2 separate regions of the Columba livia genome follow, and region 2 is linked to region 1. A link is a contact called in public Hi-C data. All regions are on one chromosome and are shown on one strand. Each heading gives the region's core, a stretch centred on a gene start, on an enhancer-like site or on the middle of the called end of the contact. The rest is flanking DNA. Distances are from core to core; before and after follow the strand shown.

What was found. A called contact is a pair of places that touch in the nucleus more often than the background predicts.
Region 2: a contact with region 1 is called in a Hi-C map of liver, with 3 times the contacts expected there. The contact joins the promoter of LOC135579136 here to the enhancer-like site in region 1. A contact is called at or near these places in 2 of 2 Hi-C or Micro-C datasets (crop and liver).

What each region holds. Positions count from the first base shown.
Region 1 is chr3:103,086,866-103,092,539 of bColLiv1.pat.W.v2, forward strand. CDC42BPA (CDC42 binding protein kinase alpha) reads right to left here. Exons shown (of 39, transcript XM_065058633.1): 15 at 3,745-3,850; 16 at 1,886-2,010. Among named protein-coding and RNA genes, the nearest start is that of COQ8A, 110 kb to the left of the region's middle. Within about 2 kb of position 1,691, at least 1 of the 3 cell types and tissues checked has an H3K27ac peak away from gene starts, as active enhancers do.
Region 2 is chr3:103,335,944-103,342,220 of bColLiv1.pat.W.v2, forward strand. It overlaps LOC135579136 (carbohydrate sulfotransferase 8-like), which reads right to left and starts at 4,796. Exons shown (of 2, transcript XM_065058647.1): 1 at 4,659-4,796; 2 at 1-3,195. The coding sequence starts at 4,755. The coding sequence ends at 2,387. XDH (xanthine dehydrogenase) reads left to right here. Exons shown (of 37, transcript XM_065058646.1): 37 at 1-1,226.

The sequences.
Region 1 (5,674 bases), core at 441-2,940:
ATGGGGGAAAAACTGAGATGTGGACACTGATTAAAAACTGGAACCAAGCCAGATTTTTTTTTTAATCTCCCTAATATTTGCCCACAGTACTTCTACTTTTGCTTTCCACATAATTCTTTAATTTTTAGTTCCATACTTTTTGAAAGACACTATATTTTCATAAGAGATCAGTAAAATGGTATCTTTCATTCAGAAAGTCTTGCACGTTCCTGGCCTTTCTTCAAGTATCTTTAGAGATAACAAAAACCTCAATGCCAAACCTCTTCTACCCCTCAGCAACATCTCTAATACATGCAAGACGCTTTGTCATATACCTGAACCACATCAGTAGTACATCTTAGAATTATTAAATACCCTCATAAACTGGAGAAGGGACATTCTTAATGGCTGTAGGTACATTTTTACAAAGTGTTAAGTAAAACAATCCACAACTAATTCTGACTTGTCTTTTTCCAGAACTGCCAAGTTTTATGAGTGTTTCACATGTAAATTTGAAAAAACGAGTTTGGTTACCTTGGTGAATTAAGACAGATAAGCGTTACCTTAAAACAATATGTTATGTGAAATAACAGACTTGTCTTTCTTGTTACCTTCACATTTTATTCTGCATAAACATTTCTAATTAGTTATAAATGAACTGCTCATTTAAACAACTTTTATGGGGTTTTTTTTCTTTATTTTTTGTTTATTTTTTTTTTTTATTTCTGTGACACAGGCCATCTACTACACTCAATTATGAGAGACAGGATCTAAAAGGAGCACTCACAAAGCAGACCCCTTGAATTTTTTAACCTCTGCTATGAATACAATGCCTTGAGACACTCTGTACCTCATAGCACAGATCAGTGTTACATAATTTCACATAACAAACACTGTTTAGAACACTTCGAGAAACTCAGAGGACAGTCCTTCTTTCTTGTCACATATTCACACGGCTATGTTCAAAAGGCAAACTTCTCATTATTTGGACAATGAAATGATACTGACATTACAATTATATCAAAGTAGGTTTCATTAAAACAAACGTTTCCCATTTTTCCTTTGACACAACAAATTAGAATTTTTCACTAACATGATATGGGAAAAATGGGGGAAAAAAAATTAAAATCAAGTAGTAAACCAAAAGAAGATTAGTATATAATGATGGAATCCTCCCAGAAGTGGATGCCCTGTAAAAAATGTCTGGATGCAAACTGTTTCTATAGGTGCTAAACACTGCAACAGATCATAAAAGGGGAGGGAAGAGAAGCAGGCATGGAGAAGAAAAATAAAGGCCTCCTAGATAAAACAATCTTCTCCTTTTAATAAGTTCAACTCTTCCCCCCCCCCTCATTTATTAGAACTGGCCTGAAGACTTTAGAAACATAATGTCATTTTTAGCATGATTATTATTAGAAACATCACTTGACTGGCTTTGTGGTAGTCTCGAATGCCCTTCTTGTGAAAAAAAGAAAAAAAAATCACATAAAAGTCGCACTGTATTTGTTTCATTCTGCCACATGCCAAGCAGATGAAGGAAATTAATGCCGAGACACAAATACTCTGAGCCACTGCTTTTCCCAGGCTTGTTCCTTCTTGGAGGCGTGAGCTCAGCACACGCCTCCTTCCAGCGTTCTGCCCAAGCCACAAGCCACACCCAATGGCCACGACTCTTCTGCATTTTAAATGGTTGTATTTGCTAAGAGACTTTCACTCTCAAGGAGGAAAACAATTTTTCAGATTTGGATATTATTAAAATCTTAAGCAAAACCACAGCAGAGCCCTCCATGAGCGTGAGATTTCACCTCAGCATTAGCAAGTGCCATGTGCAAAGGCAAAAGCTCAGTACCGGCCCTACCAAATGCTGAGGGGGTTCTGCAATGGCATCAGAGCAGAGAATATTCACCATTGGATGATCTCGGTAATCTGGGCCTCCCAGTGGGCCACGGACTCCTTTTTATCAGCCAGGTCTCTCATCTCTTCTTCCAGCTGTCGGTTATTCATACTCAGCCTCTCAAACATGGTGGTGAGCTGAATGAGAATTTAAACAACCGGTTAAATGTGTAAGCTGCTGTGAGACCCTCTCTGTGAAGATACAAAGCCAGGTGTTCCCTCCTCTCACATCTGCTTTAAAAATTGGTACTACCAAAATAAACACCAAGTAGCAATAAAAGCCAGAATCTCTTCTCATGTATGAACTTAGCTCTACTGAAAGGCCATTTTTAAGGACTAGAAACACATTTTTACTCTAACAAATTAATCGGTTCCCTAAGAATTAGTCTCCAAATACCTCTACAACTCTTAGAAGCCTTCTGCTTTGCACCATGTAGGTGTGGAATGTTCTACACAGAAAAAACTACATTAAAAGAGCAAAGCAGGGGCACAAAATCTGCGTTATAACTCAGATAAAAATGCTGAACCTTTCCCTTGTTTAGTAACCATGGAAAATGAGAGGCTTAACAGATACAGGCGCAAGTCAGTCCTGAGATTCTCCAGGTGTCTCACATTCCTCTATTTTTCATTTTACTCACTTGCAGACAGGGAAATTGAAATTAAATGCACATCTGTAAGGACAATATGTTATACTTAGCAATTAACCTCACTCGCGTTCACATAGCTGTCATTCACACATGCATATTCTGCAAGACAAAAGCCGCAGCTAACCTGAGTCGGTACTGGGAACTAAACCTTCATTATGCTAAATAATTATTCAGAAACTGGAATCAGAGATCAGATAGACTTTACAGAAAGGCTTAGGAGAATGAATCTCATGTGAAAAGCTTCCTTTAGCACTGAAATATAGTAACAAATCAAAATTATGAAAGAAATAGCCATTTTTAATCTAGTCTGTTCTTTTTACTCCTAATATGAGTACTCCACTCCAAAATTATCATTTGAATGGGCTTATGATTTAAATATGTCTATTTATTAAATCTCATTTGACAAAAAAACCTTAAAGTTAATCAAACTTAAATAAAAAATAAAAAGACCATGTTGAAAAACTATCCAAGTGACTAGCCTCTTGGTGTTCTTGAACTAAGTCTCCATATAGGCATATATAGTATACTGCTTATACTGGTATGAAAATATACTTTAATTTGAACACTGACATGCAAACATGCTTACTTTGAAGAACACTCTACTTTCATTATATTTTTAGAAAATTCAATGCATTACAAAAAGAACAGACAAGTTTAGCAAGACTTGGCTAATCCACAATGAACTCGAATAATCTGTCAAAATGAACAATAAAAAGATAATCTAAATTCACGAATCATAATTATTCCTTGCTCAATGCACTTCAATTAATATGCCTTATCATTTGTATTTTTTTAATATCTCAATGTAACACTAAACCTCAATAGGCGGGAGGGGCCCTGCAATTTCACAGTAATTGACATGCAAATATACCCCATGTAATCACATCACTGACTATGTATTTTTATATTTGGGTCATACAATGAAATACATTTTTATTTCCTTAGGACATCATCCAAAATTACTCTTACTAAACTGTCAGACCATCTTAATTCCTACACATAAATACACATACACGTATAGCTATACATGTGCACAGATGCATTCTCAAATTCAGATGCAGGTAGATATTTTCTATTCAAATTAAATGTTAATGATCACCTTTCGTGTGACATTAATTTCTGCTATCAATTAGGAGTTAATAACAACCAATACAGATCTAAATTGTCAAATTTGTACATAGCATACAATAGTTGTAAACTCAGGACTCAACTAATCAGCACTTACCTTATCCAGTTCACTTGAAAGTTTTTTGTTTTCCTCTGTTAGCAGAATCTTTTCTCGTTCATACTTCTGTTTGAACTCTGTTTCAAATTCCTCTCTTTCACTTTGGCTAAGAAATAAAATGAAGCAGAATTAGAAAGTTTCCCATTCTAAACCTCATCACACTATTTACTTAAATACATAAAGATGAACGCACACACTAGCTGAAAGTGAAACATTACATCAGTAATACTGCAGCCTATTGAAACTAAGCAAGTAATACATTATTCTACCATCTTAGGTCTACAGACAGCCTGCTGAATTTTATCATTAAACAGTGATCTCTCAGCACGGAATTAATAGAGCTACATTGAGCTAATGCTTATCAATATACTTATATACATTTTATTCCCTAGATGAATGCCTCAAATGTTGAGCAGCTGTAATCCTGCAGGTCAAAGTGTGTGTCAATATTCTGAAACATTCAGGGTAAATTCTCAACGCACATAAATGTTATATTAACTTATACATTTCTATAGTTTCATGTTTCACACAGAATGACAGCCAGAAATCACCACATACGAAACCAGAACATATAGAAGCTAAATTAGAGCAGGTGGTGCTGGGTCTCTGATGGGCAAATGGGCTTTGGACATTTTAGAACAGCCGGAGGATACATTAAAACTGTTAATTCAGTTACTGTATATTTACTATCAGCAAAAAGTGGATGGATAACCTATCCACTCCTTGTACCACCAGATTCTAGAGCAGGTTTGGACCATTCTTTCTGAGATAGAGTTTCAAAGTAGCTGTTTCCCCCAATGCTCCTGTGGATGTCATTAGGTAGAGGAGAATCTCTGGTTGACTCTGCTTAACATCAACTATGATCTTGCACAAAGAATATGAGAACCTGGCAATAAATGAAACTGCAGGTCTTCTGTTTGCCAGTAACACTGTAATTTCCTTAAAGTGGTAGACTGCATTTTGTAGATTTAACTCCAAACTCAAATCCAGTCTATTGAGACAACTGACGTTGTAGTATCTTGTATTCACCGTTTCACCAATCATTCAGGCAATTGCTACAAATTTATCAGTAGGCTGATGGAACCATCCTATAAATGACACAGATACAGTATATGTCTATTGGACCACTGTCCAACCTTAAAAGGTTTGAAAAAGTATCCAGCATAAAAGTTTAGCTCTGTAAAAATAAAATTCAGGGGAAACCTTGTCTTGAGCACTGCAAATTTTTTTCTGGATACCAATTTTTCTACATTGTGTAACAAAAAAATTACATTCTTGCCACTTTTTCTGAGATGCAGAAGTAGTACAACTGCCAAATTGAGAGAACACCCTTAAAAGATGAGAAGTGTCAGTGGTTACAGAGAACCCAGTTAAGAGTAATGCTGGTTTGAATTTCCTATTCCTAATTTGAAATTCACTTAGTGCTTCGACCACTCTTTGAAATGTAGTACAGCATGTTAGGCTCATGGTGAAATTCTATGTTGCTAGGCATCCTTTGAAACGTAACACTCCATCCTCGCAAAGTAACATACTATCTTACTGTTCAAACGCCAAGTTTGAAATTCACCACCACTCCTTTTCTATATCAACAGATTCCATGCATATGATGAACAGCCTAGGGAAAAGGCAGGAAGAGATTAAAGTGGTGGCTGTCAGGGGAATTAATAACAGGTCCTGCTTCTGTTTGCAAGGCATAGATTCAAAGCTAATTTCTCTGACAGTAAATAGAACTAATTTTTTAAAAGCTTTCTTTTATTAAGTTTTTATGGTTTTGTTTACATTTTTTTGTCCTGTATTTGTCTAAAACCTTTTCTTTAAAGGTTTGAGGGCTCAAAGCAGCCATAAATGGTGGTGGATTAAGGAAGCTCTGAATTGGCGAAGGAGCCCAACAATTTTGTAGTCTTCTGTATTTCACATTCTTAATTCAACT
Region 2 (6,277 bases), core at 3,546-6,045, 250 kb after region 1:
GATTTTTTTTTTAAAACAAAATTTGTCAAGTCTCTCTTTTGGTTTTCACTTTGTACATTAATTTGATGTGCATTTGCCAAGTTATCTGTATATGCAATGGTCAGAGCACGCTAGTTCAGTGCACACTTTAGCCTGTGGAGCCACTTTTGCTGCATCATCAGTGATCAACTGTTTCCTGGGAACCAGTCTTTGTCCTCAAGCCCACCCCACCCCAGGGCCCTCTTATTACCCTTCCACAGCCACTGGCTGATGGAAGGAGGAAACATCTTCCATTAGGGGTGCACTGGAATTGAATGTAGGCAATATAAAATACCAGAGAGGAGGAGGGGGTGGTGGAAAACAGTACAAAATTATGGTTACAAAATAATTACAGAGACTGTTTTGGAGGGTGTAGGAAAAAGGGAAGCTTGGAGACTAACAGGAATTTACAGGGAGATCAATGCAATACCTGGCTGGGCTGCAGGTAGAACAGGAACCTGAAGGAACACGAAGCTGAGATTTTGATTTCACCTCTAGTGTCTTAACATTTCATACATCACTTTCCCATGGAAACAAGTGCCAGATACCTTAGGGAAGGACTGGGACCCACTACGGGCTGGGAGGAAGAGGAGATATTGCTGTAATATTGCCGTAATATTGCCTGACTTAAAACGTGGTCCAGGAACAGCTCTGCTGTCATGAGTGCACAGCACAGTCCTCTCTGAGGTGCCGTGTCAGATCTCTTCACGCATAGCTCGCTGCTCGGCATTTCAGCTTGCAGTTGCAGAAGACAGAAAAGCTACTTATGAAGAGAAAAACGTTCCTTTCCTAGTACATTCAGTGAAATGCAGCATGGACGCGTGACTCTAATGTTAAGTGTATTTGGAGATTTGCCACTTCTCTCCGTCCAGATGTGTGTCCTCAGAAGAGGAACTGCGCCATCTTGCTGGACTGTAAAATATTACGCACAATAACAGCACTTAAGGAATTGTTACTGTAGCTGGATACTTTGTGGGAGGGTGAAAGGAGGCCGCCCCATTTTGTGTTTTAATGCTATTTATCGCATATCCCTTGATGAGAGAGGGAGGCCAAGTTTTTGGTGATTGTTTTAGGTCACTTCTAATCAACAGTTTTCACACTAACGTTCTGTAATGAGCATTGTCAAATCAGTGTCTTTGTCACAGGCAGAATCCTCTGTGAAGGTCACAACATTGCAAAATAAAACTAAAAAAATATTCTGGAAACTAGTCTGCTATGGTGAAAGTCTGTCACAATTTGAAACCTGGACAACTTCAGCTCATCCTTGGCATTTGGGACCCTTCCCAGAGGCAAATCAGCTCAGTGGCCAAGGCTGGGTGGTTGCTCCGGACCACCCAGCCAGACAGGGCAGGGGGCCCAGCTGGAGAGCCCAGGTCTCTACCCAGGCAACCCTGGCAACCAAGTCCAAAAGAAGGCAGAGACCTCAGCAGCTTTCTGCAGGAGGAGCTTAGTCACATCACATTTCCCACAGCAGCAGAGTGATGCATCCTTGATGTTTCTGGCCACCTCCACTGGGCCCACCAGCTGCTGAGACAAGGTGGTGTGGCTGGTGCCTGGTCCAGAATGCCTTATCCTTGTCTCGCTGCTGGTGAGTACAGGTGAAAGCCAGGCTTGGTCCATTTGAGCCAGCCCCTGAAGTGGGGAACCTCACTCAAAACTTGCAAATGGAGCAGGCATCATGTCACATGCCTGGGGCTCTCTTGAGCCTAAACATGCAGGAGATGCAGGGTCACATAAACAGGAACAGTTTACACAGAAGAGATATGACCAAAAGATGGGCCTGGCCTTCCCAGAGTGTGAAGGATTGGGATCATCCCCAGTGGTTCCCCAGGAGGGTGTGCCACTCTGTGTTGTATCTCACCTACTTGTGCAGAGTGGACAGACATCAGGTAATAGGCTTCTTTACGAGGGCTTCTTATACCTGTATGGGGAGGTTTATCACAAAGAACCCATTGCCAAACTTCTTGGCTCAAAAGGCAGCCCAGAAAATAGAAGGGCAATGCAGGCAGAGCATGAGGGTGCTGGTGTGGTTTGCAGCAGGTCAGACCCAACCTACCCCAAAACACGAGGTTTGCTGAGAGGTGTTTACCCCACCACAATTCAGTTCATGCATTTTTCACAGCCTCAAAGCCACGTTTCCCCAGCACCTGCTCCTGCAGTATTTGAATGCAATTCAGCCATGTGAAGAGCCATGATACCCTGACCCCAACCACAGTCTAACTCAGCTCTCCGATGTGCCTTATGGAGCTGTGACATGGACAAGCATGACATGCAGCTGTGGAGCAAGGGTCTGTTCAGCCCATATGTGGAAGGGCTTGCATTTGGATTAACACCCTTCAAAGCAGTCCCTCCAGCCAGCATATTGCTACTAGGTCTCCGGGGTGCTGAGAAGCTCTGTCAGCAAACTGCTAGAAAACGGGAATGCAGAAAGGTCCCAGCGGTAGAAATGTGACAGTTGCTTCTTTTGTTGGAGGGACAGCTCGCTGAACATCTGCTCTGATAACCAGCTGTAGGTCCACTGCACTTGGGTGTCGGTGAACTCAGGGAGAAGGGTGTCTGCTGGCAGCCCGGCCCGCCGCAGCAGATGACCCAGCTCCTGCCTGAGGAAGCCAAATGCCACCACATAGTCATACTGGATAAGACAGGGCTGGCAGAGGCTGACGAGTGGTCTCCAAGTCGCGCTGGCATTGTGCGGCCCGCTGTCTACAACGTCCTGAACGAAGCTGCTGAAGGAAGGGCTGCTGCCCGTGCCTTGCATGAATGCCGAGATCAGCCTCTGGAAAGGGTCCCTGATGAACAGCACTTTGGTGTAAGACGCCAGCACAGCCTCTACCTCTGTCAGGTTGAACTCGCTCAGCTGCGCCTCTGAAATGTGCCGCCGAGGGTAGGGAAGCAGCACCGGGACAGTGATGTTTTCCTTCTCCTCTAGTTTCTCTAAAAGCTCCTGCCATTCCTCCACCCCTGTTGATGGCACTTGGCAGTAGAGGAGGTCCAGCTTGGTGCTCACCCTCAAACTTGAGAGCAGGCGGGCTCTCTCCTCCCGGCTCTTCGGAAGCGCGGTAGCATTGCCTGATCGGCTACAGAAAGCTCTCAGTCTCTTCTTCCTGAGCTGCTGAACATGAAGGAAGGTGTCCAGTGTCAAAGTGAAGTCCTCCTCTGCCTTGGCGACCAGGTCACCTGGGAAACACCATTTCAAGATAGGGGTGAGGAAAACCCATAGTGGACCTCTGCCCCAAGCTGGCGCCCCAGCATGGGATGATGTGGCAGGCTCTTTTCCAGCTATTCCAGTGTGGAAAGGACAGAACATGAACGAAGAGCGAAGGGCAGGAGTGGTCTCCTCACCATGCCTGTCAAAGAGCCTGGTTTTGCTGGGGAAACAGGTTTCTGTCCCTGTGAATGTGTGAGCACATGGACACCCAAGACCTGCTTTCCCCAAACCACTGTGTCTGAGCACTGATCTTGACTGTAGATTTGTGACATGGACCCTGTTCTTCACTAAATCATAATTTTTGCTTTTAACTCTTCACTTTCAACCAAGCTTCACTGAGGTGAGTTTGACAAAGAGAGTGAGAAATGTTCTGAAAGATGGAGGAGCAGTAAATTGGTTTGCAGCTACAAATACAAAAGCCCCTGCAAACCTGTTTGTGTCTGTTAATTGGTTAATATCAGCTATCAAATATTTGCAAAAGCAAGAAATTATTCTTAATGGCTTGAGGCAATTTAGGAATCCAAATGTTGTAACTTCTTGCATCATGTCCATGTGTAATTTTTTTCTCCAGTAGATAAAAAAGCAAAAGCAAATAAAAAGCAAAATGCAAACAGAAGCAAGAAGACAACAAAGCAAATATAAAAGGCAAAAGCAAATAAAAAGACTCTATAATAGTCGGCTTAATTTCTCAGATTTCAGCTTTCCTTCTTACTCTTTATCATCTTATTTTTGATGTGAAGAGGCCATACAGGGTTTGAATGCAGAGGATGAATGCCTGCCTTGCTATTTTTTTTTGCAGCAGCACGCCTGCTTCATCTGCTCAGTGCAGGCATTTGGCAGCCCCAAGGAGAACAGTGAGTTTGCTGGTTTCTCACAGGTCCTTGGGAAGTTAAATATTTCCCACTGATTTGGGGCAGCAGTCACACAGGGAAGAGAAGAACAGTTAACACCAGGAAAAGAACACCAGCAGTGCAGAAAGAAATGCAGTGGTGCCTGAAGCTGTCCTGGGTGGCTCTTCAACCCACCAGCCCCAGTTCCACAACATCTGCAAAGTCTAGTGATGACTTTACCCTGGACTGGCTGGGACTGGAGGGATGCATTCTATTTGGGCACTGATTTCCTAGCCTACTCCTGCCTCCCCAACAGCATTTTACCCTTTCCAGCAAAGCTTTTAGGAGTGACCTCCAGCAGCCTGACACCTGTTTTCCCCACCACACCTGAGACCAATGACCCCACTAAGGACATAAAGCTGCAGGGCTTCACAGTAAGGGCTTTTTCCACAGGTTACCCTTCCCTGGGGCTCTGCAAATAGTATTTCCAATTTTGTTAGCATTTGCCCACTAAGAACCTCCAAAAAAAGCTCCAGATAATTTAATCCATGGTACAGAAATGTTGCCAGTCACACAGAACCACCACAGTGCCCAGGTATTACCTTGGTCGATGACTGTGCTCTGAAGAAGCAGCCTCCAGCTCAAGAAGGTGGCAATGCCCAGGGCAGCCAAAACAACCAGGCGAGGAAGGAAACGCATTTCTCAGGTGCTGGGAACCGAATGTTGTGTTGGAGAGCAGGTGGAGACTTGGAGAACAGGTGTTGGGGAACCTCCTGTGTTTATTTAAGAGGGAGCACACCCACAGCTGGGTTAAAGTACTGTTTGGGCAGCAGCTTGCTGAGGGGCAGGGAAATGGCCTGAAGTGCAGGAGGTGCCTCCTGCCCTGTGTTTACAGTGCGAGCTTTTGAGGCGGAATCTGCTTTTTTATTCTATGTCCATGCCATCCTCAAAACTGGACCATGCCAGATGACTGTGGTCCCTGCAAGACATGAGGAATGCATGCACAGCCCCATGTAGGGTCACCAGGTGGGGTGAGATGTCCCCAGTCCCCTGATACACGTTGTTTTTCACTGGCTTTGTCGCTTGGTGAAGCAGCACTTACGGGAATGCTGCTGTGGGGAGCTGTGTGCCCCAGGACCAGCGCTGAGCAAGCCAGTGCTGGGCCATGGGTCCTGCCCCTATGGTGCTGGTGGGTCTTTTAAGGTAGAAGCTGGGGCAGAGGACATGGCATCATGGGGCACATCCAGTGTCGTGTGGCAGGTCCCTGACTAGCCAGGGACTGGAAGTGCTGAACTGCTGCCTGTGCCTGTTTTGCTGGGGCCTGCTTGCAATCTGTGTATGCTGCTTGTTTTGTGAGAGCAGCCCGAGACCCCAGGCAGAGCAGAGTCCCCATTATGCTGAAAAGGGGGTGCGCACACATGCAGGCAGACACATGCTGCTCTTCCCTTCCCCAAGGAGCCACAGCCTCACCGGGGAGCATGACAACCATGAAGACCAAGGCAAAGGGGACTGTGGCAGCCTGGGGAGTGTGATCCGCTCCCATCCAGCCCCATGGTTATTACAGCTATGAAGACTTCAAGATCAATGAGTGATTATTTACAGATTTTCTTTTTATTGTGAGATCTGCTGCCAGCAGCATCCCTGTGCCAGCCAGGCCATGGGCTGGCATGTGGCAGTGATGTGATCCAGCTGAGAGACTCTGCAGCTGCAAGGGGCTGTGGTGGCCAAAGGAGAAGAGATATCTGCCTGGAAGCTCTGGGAGAGGAAGCAGGGACACCAGGCACACAGACCCAGCGGGTATGGGGACAAGGGCCGTGTTGCGTTGGGGCCTGCCAGCAAAGCGACCCTGTGTGGTGGAAATCCACCTCCCAAGAGGTCTTCACAGAGCCCAGCCTTGTGCTATGCGTGGATTTGCTCTTGTTTGGAAAACCACGATTTTCCCACCAGAGGGTGCTCTGCACCCGAGGAACTGCTGTTCACCACCAGCAATGCTGTCCTGCTGTCTGCAACGCATCCCCACTGTGGTTCAAAGAACCAGCTTCATGGCCATCGTGGCCCCATTTGTAGCTTTTAAAATCTGCTCGGTCTCCTTGAAGCCTTGGGAAAGCTGCTGGGACCCTGGGAAAAGCTGTGAAATGCCTCCTATCTCTCAGCTGGAGGGATGCGTTCCCTCTAAGTGACGGGGTCTGCATGTTGAGAGTTTAAGTCTTGTGGCTGGACC